Regions from separate parts of the Mus musculus genome. Here region 2 is linked to region 1. A link is a contact called in public Hi-C data. All regions are on one chromosome and are shown on one strand. The core of a region is the stretch at or near the end of the contact, and the rest is flanking DNA. Distances in the headings are between cores, read along the strand shown. Region 1 overlaps Gpc6 (glypican 6). Region 2 overlaps Gpc6 (glypican 6).

The links. A called contact is a pair of places that touch in the nucleus more often than the background predicts.
Region 2: a Hi-C map of myocytes shows a contact between it and region 1, with 2.3 times the contacts expected there. The contact joins two enhancer-like sites. A contact is called at or near these places in 4 of 484 Hi-C or Micro-C datasets (cerebral cortex, embryonic stem cells, myocytes and 1 more), 1 of 115 datasets of contacts at active chromatin or transcription factors (embryonic stem cells) and 1 of 9 other capture datasets (embryonic stem cells).

Annotation. Positions count from the first base shown.
Region 1 is chr14:117,837,408-117,843,454 of GRCm38.p6, forward strand. The region is part of intron 4 of Gpc6 (glypican 6); the gene reads left to right. Among named protein-coding and RNA genes, the nearest start is that of Gm52111, 58 kb to the left of the region's middle. Within about 2 kb of position 4,569, at least 20 of the 459 cell types and tissues checked have an H3K27ac peak or open chromatin away from gene starts, as enhancers often do. A contact at or near this core is called in myocytes, where this site is marked.
Region 2 is chr14:117,928,673-117,933,971 of GRCm38.p6, forward strand. All of the region lies in intron 6 of Gpc6 (glypican 6), which reads left to right. Among named protein-coding and RNA genes, the nearest start is that of Gm52110, 22 kb to the left of the region's middle. Within about 2 kb of position 2,074, at least 140 of the 459 cell types and tissues checked have an H3K27ac peak or open chromatin away from gene starts, as enhancers often do. A contact at or near this core is called in myocytes, where this site is marked.

The DNA of each region.
Region 1 (6,047 bases), core at 3,319-5,818:
TGACTGGCAGGTGAACCTATCTTCCTATTCCCAGTACTGGGGTTACAAGCAGATGCTACCATGCCTGGCTTCGTACGTGGGTTCTAGGGATCAAACTCATTACCAACTGAACTACCCCTCAATCCCCTTGTCAGCCCTTTTTGGGGAAGTAATTAGAGCCTGAGTCCTGGGAAGATTCCTCTGTGGCAACCTTGCCTCTCTTGAAATTCCTTGACACCAAACAGTTCTGAAGAATATACCAACGTCAGTCTCAGATCAGCAGACTTGGAAGTACAGAGACCCCAGAGAATAGGGATTTAGCCACCCATGAGGATAGCCACCTCGGCTCACCCTGGATCCACCAGCTGTTACTATTAGTAAGGGTTTTCTTTTCTTCTGTCTACCAGCAGCTTCTAAACCACAAAGGCAAATCCAACCTAATTAGTTCCTACCCTACTGAGTGCCAACAGCCCTCTTTGATGTTATACACACCTTACTGATGGCCTTGCTTAAAGACTTGGCAAGAAGGATCGCCACTCCCATAGTTAGATACTAAAACCACACCAGGGTGCTGATGGGCACTGGGACACACCACAGAGTACTAAATTGTAATTTAAAAGTGTTGCCTGTGTACATAACAAGTGTCCTTTGTTTCAGCATTAAATATGCAGACTAACTGAGTCTCAGCCTACTCATTATTGCAAAGAAAGTAAACGCTGATGCTTTCTTAGGAGGGTAGAGATAAATAGCCAACCATTGCAGTGCATGCCCAATGCTTGGAAGGTGGGGACAGGAGGATAAGGAATTTATCATATGCCACATAGCAAATTTGGGGCGAGCCTGGGCTCCATGAGACTGTCCAAAAAGTAAAGAGAAATGCTAAAATCTTCTATAAAAGACAGAAATATTTAAAATGTTATTCACCGAGATTAATGTTGGAGAGCATATACAAGCCACCACTATTATTAGAATATATTTTGTTGACAGTTTGACAAATATTTGTTTTTCCAAAATATGTCTTTATGCACAGCCAATAATGGCTGACACTGGTGAGCCCCCTACGGACTGATTGCATTTTTTTTTCTGGCTAATGTACAACCCATTAGGGTAGACAAATATTTTCCACAAAATAGAAATAATTGGCATTTATTTTGTGGACTTTATTACACAAGTGGTCTTTGGGCAATGCCTCTGTTTCATTCATCAGAAGAAAATAGTTTCACGGAAGCATAAGGGCTTAAAGTTGAAATGCCAACGTCTACCTCATGTACCATAATCTACCCTGAAAGGAGAGTTTCCTTGGGTTTTAATGAGTGGAGGAGGATGTGAGAAGCTGCAGGTTTAAATACAGCATCATCTTTCCTACTTGTTCAGTATCTTTTGTGGCTTCCCTAAAGATTTGGAAGCATCCATCCTCTCTTTGTCTATATTGCTAACTTTATTAGTGTAGAAGTACTTTCACTCATTCAGAAAACATTTATGGATGACCACCAGCTTTGTGCCAAAGATTGAAAAGGATTGAGATCTTTAGCACTGAAGCATCCATTCAGTGTCTGTTGGGATTCTTTTAGCTGCAGTAATAATTCCATGTAACATGAAAATTGCTAACCTCAAGATCAATACCTTCAGAGGCTCCATGATAGCATCGAGATATAAGCTCATCACCTTTCTCTTCTGACGTTCCCAGGCGTTTTGTGCTCATGGTTGTAATATAACTGTTGCTGCTCTGGGCATCACATTGAATTGCAACAAGTTCTCAACTGTAAATTTCTCAGAATCCCCTGTGTTGATGGATTTTGTTAATGTAAAACAATCTAGAATCACCTGATGCTCAGCCAGAGACAGTTGAGATTGTGGTGGTCTGTGGGCATGGCTGGATAGGGTAGACTTGATTACATGAATTGATACAGGAAGACTCAGTATAAAAGGAGGTAGCACCTCTCCCTTGGTTTGGCTCCTGAACTGTATGGAAGGGGGTAATTAAGCTGAGTACAAGCCTGTCTGCATCTCTTTCCTCTGCTCTTCACTGTGGATGTGACCAGTTGCTTCAGCTTCCTGATGCCTGACTTCCACAGTGATGCACTGTAACCTAGAATCATGGACTAAAATAAAGCCTCCCTCCAAGTTGATTTTGTCAGGATGTTCCATCACAGCAACAAGAAACAAAATGTGTACATTCTGTGTCTCGTCAATAGACAGCTGCAAGCCCAGACCTAAACTTTCAACCAGCATGGGGAATTAGATACCGGGATGTGCTTAGGCAATCAGCATGTACCTGAACGGTGACACACTGTCTCTCTGGGACACACAGCATACATACACATGGGAAATAACTATTGAGTAGGTATGTGGCTCCCGTGGTGATGGGATAGTCAGAGTTCTAGCGTGGAGGACTTACATGCTGATAGCATTTTACTTAACAGGATGCTTATCTTCTTTCTGCTTAAGTCTTTTAGTCTATTTTGAAGTGTTTACCAGTTTAATAATTTGTGGTTCTACGAAGCTGGCACTACAGTGTTATGTAAGGAGAAGTGTGCTAGAGTTCATGGCAACCCCCATAAGTATCCGCAGGAGCTTCTGGGCTCTTATTAACATCTTGGGTGAGGAAAGAGAAAGTCTGGGCTCAGGCTTTTCATCATAGAAAGCAGAATTGCACAGAAAGTCTCTACTCATTGTCCCCTTGTCTGGACCTGTTTCCTCTGAGTCTGTGCATTATAATTCTTTTTACTTTATTTTATTCTCTCTCCCTCCTCCTCTTCCCCATCTTCCTCCTCTCCCTCCTTCTCTTCCTCCTCTTCCATTTCTTTCTCTTCTTCCTCCTCCTCCTCTTCCTCCTCCCCCTCCTCTTCCTCCTCCTCTTCCTCCTCCTTCTCCTTCTCCTCCTCCTTTTCCTTCTACTTTCTTTCTGTTTTGAGTTAGAGTTTTACTATGTAGCCCAGGTCAACTTTGAATTCTCCATCCTTCTTCATCAACCTCCTAAACACTGGAATTTCAGGTGTGTGCCACCCTGTCCCTTTACTTTATATTTCTCAGAATCACACATGTGGGATTATACAGACTTTGTCCTTACTGTCTAATTCCACCCAGGAAAATATTCTTTCAGCTTAACCACACTGTGCTAACAGGTCAGCATTTCCTCTTATTAAAAGGTGAAACAGTATCTCTCTCACACCCCAACACTGTATTTTGCTATTCACTCGTCACTCATTGGTCAGGTTCTGCACTGTGATTACCACAGACAGACACTAGATTCTAACCCTCCGAGTCCTAACGTGTCTAACTCAGCCTGGCTGTGGAGACTGTAAAGAAGACCATGGTTCAGAGATAACTCTGAAAGAAGCTCAGAGGTAAAGGGGGGAAAAGCTGCTTTTTAATAGGCTAGCAGAAGCTGTTCCCTGTGAAGGTAAAATAAGATTTAATAACATTTACTCTCCTTTGTTCTCGCCATGTTATTAAAATCTGTGTGTATAAGAAAGATAAAGCAAAAGATGAGTAATTATGAAGAGATTGAGAATAATACTAAAACATACTTTATAATATTCCAAGTATGGGTAATTAAAGTTGCCCTCCTCTCTGCCTAGCCATGTAGCTGCTAGAACAATGTATAAAAAGGGAAATGAGAATAATGTCCAAGTGCCAGTTACTAGCCAAGTATTGCCTTTCTTTCCCATGATGTCTCCCTAACTCTCTCAACACTGTATCTTAAAGACCTCTAAAGTAAGACTCAGAGCGTACCTTCCCCTGTTTAGGAGAGGAAGAGCATGTCACCTGAGTTTTGAGGGTGTGGACGAGTGGTTACATTAATGGGAATCTTTCCCTATTACTACATGAAAGAGTACTCGTTAGTTTTTATCAACACAGCAGAAACCTAGACATACCTAGGAAGAGGCGATCTCAGTTGAGGACTTGCCTCCACCGTTTTGTCCTGTGAGGTACCTTCTTGATTGATGGAGGAGGGCCCAGCCCCACTCTGTCAATACCATCCCTGGGTAGATGGGCTGGGCTATGTAAGAAAGATAGAGGAGCAAGCCAAGGGAAGCAAACCAGTACACAGCAGCCCTCCACAGTTGGTCTGTGTTTCAGTTTCTGCTCCAGGTACCTGCTGAGTTTCTGCTTTGGCTCCCTTTGATAATGGGCTGTAAGCTAGAAGATAGATGAAATAACCCTTTTCATTCCAGTTGCTTTGGGGCGTTTAACATAGCAACAGAAAGCAAACTGGAAGAAAAGGTTTAAAAGACTAGATCAGAGGATGGAAGCATGATTTCCATTTCCAGATATAAATATTTAACGTGCCATCCACTTACCTAACCCTTGTTCTACAATTAACCCTCTACTGACTTTGACATTCAATTATCCTACAGTGACCTTTAGCACAAGCATTAATTGATTAAAAGGGAAGTCAGTCACAGCTAGAGAGATTGCTGTGAAGATCGGATAGAAGGTTCTTGTACCCCTGTGCCTCTGCTTTCAATCAATTTGTCTTTTCTACCCCGAGAACGTGGTTAACCGAGCCAGACAGAAGCAGGGAAAATGCCTCTCCCCTTGTGGTTTCGTTGCAATGTCAAAATAATAAATAGGTTACTCACAGCGGTCAGTCAGACGTGAGACATCTCAAACACACATGGCCTTGTGGGAGCGCACCAGCCCCAAGCCAGAGTTACTGTTGAAGAGTTCTGGCTCTTAGCCCAAAAAGAATTCCTCCTTTCCCACGGTCTCTTTACTTGTGTAAAGCCAGAGTTTTACAGAGTACTGTCCCTTGTCTAAGAAGAAAGCCTGCAAGGCATCTCTGAGATTTAAAAGCCTTGTAGCAAGCTTTAAAACTGCATCAGGCAGTTGAGAGTTGAGGTGATATTAACAAGATACTGGTAGGAAATGAAGAGGTTCAGCTACCGGCTCCGATGTCACCCTACAACTGCATCACTGGTGAGAGTGGATCTATCACTGTCATTTGAAATTGAAGCTGTGCAGCCAACACTGTGGTTTCTCATGGCCACTTGCCACTGTCCCTAAGACCTCCACAGTGGTTCCCTGGGTCTGGTGGGGAGACCGGCAAAGGCAGAGGTTAGTCATGTTTATCCCGTGTTCCAGCATGCACAAAAAAGAGATATCCATCCTTCCTGTTCTCCTCCCAGAGAATATGACAGAGACGCTAACACTCCAGGCAGAACCAACAGTTTTATTGTGTTCTACATTTGACTAGTTTACTTGATGGTGGTCTAAAGATGAAACAACTGGCAACAGATAGCTGTCTGCCGTTAAGACACTCACAGATTGGAACTCTTTGGTCTATGGACAGTCCTGTGTTGAGGAATGGATGACTGAAGCTATGCCAGGGAAAGGCTATGGGTAGAAGTTGACCTCCTCCTCTCTTTGGAAACAGACTACACATTTCTTTTGTGCACAGATCTATAGCCTATTAGTCCTTTTTCTTAGCATCTATTTACTATGGAATGTATGCATATGCCACCATGACCAAGCTCAGGCACACTGCTGGCTACCTTTCCCTATGTAGACGGACTCACGTGCACCTTCTCCAGTGCCCTAATAAGCCCTGTGCCAACTCACTTCACACCTTGAATGAGAAGGGTTGGGAACACCTGGTGGCCTTTTTAGAACCTGGAATCTGATATGATCTCACTCAGCTATGAGCTCAATGCCTGTAGAAGTCAAGGAAACAGAAATGCATGTTCAGCTGTCTGAGGAGGTAGGGGTGGGGACTTCATGTATGTTGAGTTTCACTGATGGCCTTATTCTTCCAAGTTACATGGACATAAAATGTCAACTGTCTGTCCCGTTCATTAGTTTTAATTAATTCATTTTTGGTACTAAATAATTATATTATTTTCCCCTTCCCTGTCTTCCCTTTAAACCCTCCCATGTCCCTCTCTTTATCCTCCCTCATGCGCATGGCCTCTTTTATCATTGTTGTTACACACATATATGTACAAGTATCTGCATATTGTGTATACGTATAGTGTGTGTGTGTGTGTGTGTGTGTGTGTGCATTTCAGAATACAGCGTGCTCTATGTTTATTTTGTTTGGGGCTTTATCATGGTCTCTGGATGAG
Region 2 (5,299 bases), core at 824-3,323, 89 kb after region 1:
TCTCTTAGCATCTCCCTCCTCACTATCCCAGCTCCCATCTCCAAACCAGAGACAACTCCTCTTACGGGGTATTTCAGTCTTGGCCACATATTATGATCAACCACCTGGGACTTCTAAAAATTCCACAGGCTCAGGTTGTGTTCCAGATGGAGCGATTTCTCCATGGGTGTTGGTCCAGACTTGGTATTCTTAAAAGTCCTCTATGGTTCCAGGATGATTCCAGGCAGGTGTTGAAGCTCTGTGCTGGGAAACATCTCTGAGCCTGGCTACTTGTCAGAGTGGGGAAAGTAGACTAACTGTGGTCATGGCACCTGTAACCTCAGCACTGGGAAAACAGAGGCAGGGGGATTGCTGGGAGTTCAAGGCCAACCTGATATGCACAGTAAGTTACAGACCAACCAGGGATACATTGCAAGACCCTGTACTACACAAAGAAAACCAAGGGGAGGAGCAGCCACAGCACACAGAGCAATTTGAACAGGGCTCACTCATCCGAGCTATGCATTCACACTGGCATCCCACCGTGGATCCTGCTGTAAAAATTTTATATGTCTTATATATACATGTTTTTATATATGTGCCTTAACTGTGTCTTTTGGAGAAAGTGATACAATTCAAAGACATATATGTGTATGTAAGATATCTATTGATCTCCCTGTTCTATACAGAATGGAATGAAAGATCCATCTTGTGGAAGTGCCTGGAAGGAAGAATTGGTACACAGAGGCAGTGGGGCATCTTCTAGGACAGTCTGGGAAGCTAGAAAACACACAAGAAAAAGCTGATATCTCAGCAGAAGGTGAAGGATAAACAGGAGAGGATACAGAACAGGAGTCGGCAGTAGGCAAGAGATCCACAGACAAATGTCACCCTCTCAGGCACAGGGCTAACTGTGCATGAGTGTCTGACATTAGTAGACTGTGACTTTTAAAAAGCATAATGGTTGTGGTCTGAAGAGATGGCTGGGTTGGTAAAATGCTAGCTGTGCATGAGGACCTGGGTTCTATCCCGCAGAACCCAGCAAGTAAGCTGGGGAAATGTGCACCTATGTAGCACCAGAGTTGGAGAAATGGAGGCAGGAGGCTCATGGGGCAGACAGACTAACCCAACTGGTTAGTTAGCTCCTGGTCCAACCAAGAGATCCTGTCTCAAAATAGAACTCGAGAATGATTAATGAAAATATCCAACATAGAGAGAGAGAGAGAGAGAGAGAGAGAGAGAGAGAGAGAGAGAGAGAGAGAGAGAGAGAGAGAGCGCAGACTTTCCGGGCAGGGAGCAGGTGAGTTTGCATTTATGTTTCAGTGCCTTCTGCACTCACTTCCTGTACCCCGCACATATTAGCACACGGCTCTCTCACAGAAAAGGCCAGCAGCACCTACTCAAACCAGAAACACAAAGGAGAAAGGTGAAGAGTGGGAGGAGCCCCATAAAGACAGAGTCATAATAATAATAAAAAGTCTATGGATGGCAACTTTCCCCCAAGCTTCCATAAAACACCGCCTAGGGACACAGATCCCCAGCGAGCCCTCTGCATTCTTCTGCTTAATGAGAATTTCTGAGAACCAAATCTGCCCAGAGTGAATCCTCAGGAGGCAGTGCTTTATACAGCTGTCCCATGTCACACTGGTTCTGAGACAGACCAGCTCCTGAAGTCCCAGTGTCTTCTGTGGGAACACAAAACTATAGGAAAGTGATGGGAGGCTCCAGGGAGTTAAGATGGCACATCTGGGCCCGTGATTGAGCCTCTAATTCACTCAACCACAATCTCCCTAGGGGTGGGGGGTGGGAACTCGCTTCCTTATCCCCCCCCCCAAAACCAAGAGGAATAGCAATCAGCCCTTGCCTGAATAGGGAGGTCAGCTCAAATGACAAAAGCTCCTAAAGAATGTGAATCTGTGGCTAGGTCACTGGTCTGAGCTGCCCTCCATGACCTCGGCCCACCACGCTAACTCCCTCGGTCTCAGATTTAAATAAAAATAACCAGACATGAAACAGTGAAGAGCTGTTACTAAGGGAATCGGATCCTTGGTAGCGTATCCTCATGAATTTCCCTGATGGGGTTGAGTCAGCACTGGATGTCTCAGAAACATTCCAGACGATTTCGAAGAGGCAAGGGCAGACGGGTAATTAAACCACACAGTCAGGAAGCCTTGGAAACAGAGAACAAAGGGCGAGGGAAGGAGAAGAAAAGAAACATAGACAGCAAAACAAGACCCAGAGGTGGGAAACCAGGGTTCGGTGGTGGCAGGCTGGGGCTTCCTGGGATGCTGCGCGCCCTTCTTCTATGCTCCTCTGTGTTTACTGAAGAGTGGCTTTTGCCCTCTCTGCAGAGCCTCAAGGCTGAGGAAAGGTGTAAGGGCTGTATGTAGGCAGTTGGTCTGGAGATGGCTCCACCTTTAAGGAAATAGGCTGAGGAAACAGATGAAGGCAGTCTGGCAATGCTGTCAGGAAGGGGATTGGGTTGGCCTACAGCTCCCTGGGCCACTCCCTGCGCTCCTCAGGCTGAGACACTCAGCACTGCTACTCAGCAGTAAGATTGTGTTGTATGAAACGAAGAAGCCAGGGCGAAACTGCATACAGGCAGATGGGGCTGGTGGCTTCTCTGTGCTCCTGAAAAGTCATTCTCCCTTGTCACCAGCCTGCTCCACCCTGGAAGCCTGATGAGTCAGTGTATCCAAGGCCTCTAAGGGCTCCAGCTAGTCTTGGCCTGAGGAGGCATCACAGAAGCGAAGAGAGGAGCGCGAGGTCTCCCATGTTCCCCACTTGGTCCTATAAAACTGCAGCACATTGGCAGAGCACAGCTGGAAGCCAGTTTCCCTTCTAAGCCTATCCAGGGCTCCTGCCACACACACACACACACACACACACACACACACGGGCACACACACACACACGGGCACACACACACACACACACACACACCATCACGAAGCATGCCGTTCTTGAGCTGAGGCTCTCTGTGATGCTGCTCTGCTGTGGACCAGGAGCCAGTGCATCTGTCCAGACAGCCCTGCAGTCTGCCAAGAGACCCACTTCCACATCTTTACCCAAACCTTGTTTTTTCGTAACTTTACTATGTGACAAACCATGAGCGTTTGTAACGGGAGATTGCTTCATCCTCCCTCATCCCCAGACCCTGGAGAAAACGAGATGCTTCTCCTCAATTGGGGATTTGGGAGAGAAAAATAAAATAAAACAATCCAGATCTGGGTCGGCAAAAAGCCTGCTTGCTGAGTGTAATGAGGCCTCTCTGCTAATTAACACGTTCCTGTGGAAAAGGCAAGTGTGAGAACATATATATCCCTCTCTCGACGGCGCCATCGCAAATTCCGTAAAGCATCACTTATCCCTTCGACCTGGAGCAGGGAGCACACATACTGAAAATTAAAATTCCAGAAATTGTCTGAAACGCTCAAAATTCAACAAGTCACCTGACAGCACTAGTTAAACTTCTTGGGCTGTTAATTAGCATAGACATTAGCATCCACGTATTCCACCGACCCTGGATCAAAAAATATTAAAAAATTAAAAAAAAAAAAACATACTGTTCCGAACATACGAGGACCTCTTCATCGCTATTCCCTAAATCAGTGTAACAACTGTTTACACAGTGTTCACGTTGGACAGGGAATACTAAGCAACCTGAGCTTAGAACTATGAACGGGACTGGGCGTGGCTCGGCAGTAGACTAAACAATAGGCGTGGTGCCTGAAATTCCAGCATTAGGGAGGTAGAAGCATAAGCATCACATGTTCGAGGCCATCCTCCACTACATGGTGATTGGTCGGGGCCATCCTCCACTACATGGTGATTGGTCGGGGCCATCCTCCACTACATGGTGATTGGTCGGGGCCATCCTCCACTACATGGTGATTGGTCGGGGCCATCCTCCACTACATGGTGATTGGTCGGGGCCATCCTCCATTACATGGTGATTGGTCAGGGGCCATCCTCCACTACATGGTGATTGGTTGAGGCTATCCTCCATTACGTGGTGATTGGTTAAGGCCAACCCCCACTATAAAGTGATTGGTTGAGGTTTTCCTCCACTCTGTAGTGATTGGGTGAGGCTATCCTCCACTATAAGGTGATTGGTCGAGACCATCCTTCTCTACATACTAATGGGAGGACTTGCCCTTGTTCAATCCTTCTACTTTATCCTTTTTAACCAGAAGAGTACAAGGAATGGTAGAACATACGGATGGATGAAAAATTTCAGCCCAGCCTACTCCCCAGCTTCTCTCGGCCTGCAGAATCTTTGCGTGGAAGGATGAAGAGGATGTGGAAAGGGAGAAAGGAAAGACATCTCTCTCAGCATACTAAAAAAATACTTCTCGGGGCTGGTGAGATGGCTCAGTGGGTAAGAGCACCCGACTGCTCTTCCGAAGGTCAGGAGTTCAAATCCCAGCAACCACATGGTGGCTCACAACCATCCATAACAAGATCTGACTCCCTCTTCTGGAGTGTCTGAGGACAGCTACAGTGTATTTACATATAATAAATAAATAAATATTAAAAAAAATACTTCTCAGTAGCATGGGCAAAGGTTTGAGCAAGCGGGGAGTCTTGAGAGGAAAGCAGTTCTAAGAAGCTGCAGCTAACTGAAGTGCAAAGTGTGCTGTAGAGGTGCTAGCTAGCTAGCTTGTGACAGGTGTGGCCAGCACCATGCCTATCTCTCGGTCATTAGCAGCCAGACCACCGCTCAGCTGGGCGGTACCCCCAGAATCATTCCATTCCTTTTTGTCCTCACCTGGGCAGTTCTGTCACCTTCCATGGATATTCAATGGAAAAAGGTCTAGCTGCTGCAAACTACAGGCAATTCAGTCTTATGAGCTCTCTCTGCTCACGTAGGTTTTCCAGTCCTGTGGGATCTGCTGGGATCCACCCACTCCTCTCGCAATAGTGCCTACCTCTGTAACCTAGGCACTTCCGTTTCAATGATTGCAAAATACTTTCCAAGCCCAAGAGGACCCTATCCACATGAGACGTTGAATATGAAGATCACCTTCTTAAGGCCTTGACCCATCCACTCACCGCATCACACATTCCTTCCTGTTTTCTCTCATTTTAACTGGCTTCATGCAGAAATCACTTGTTTTGGTTGGAAACACACAGGCATGCACACATGTGCACATACACACACACACCATACACACATGCACACGCTACCAACAACAACAACAATAGCGACACTGTGGCCCCTCCACATGGACTCCTTTTTCCCTCCAGTTCTTACGAACCTTAACTTTGCACCATGCCACACTTTTGATGTTCATACCTCAAAGGGAGGCATGATGTG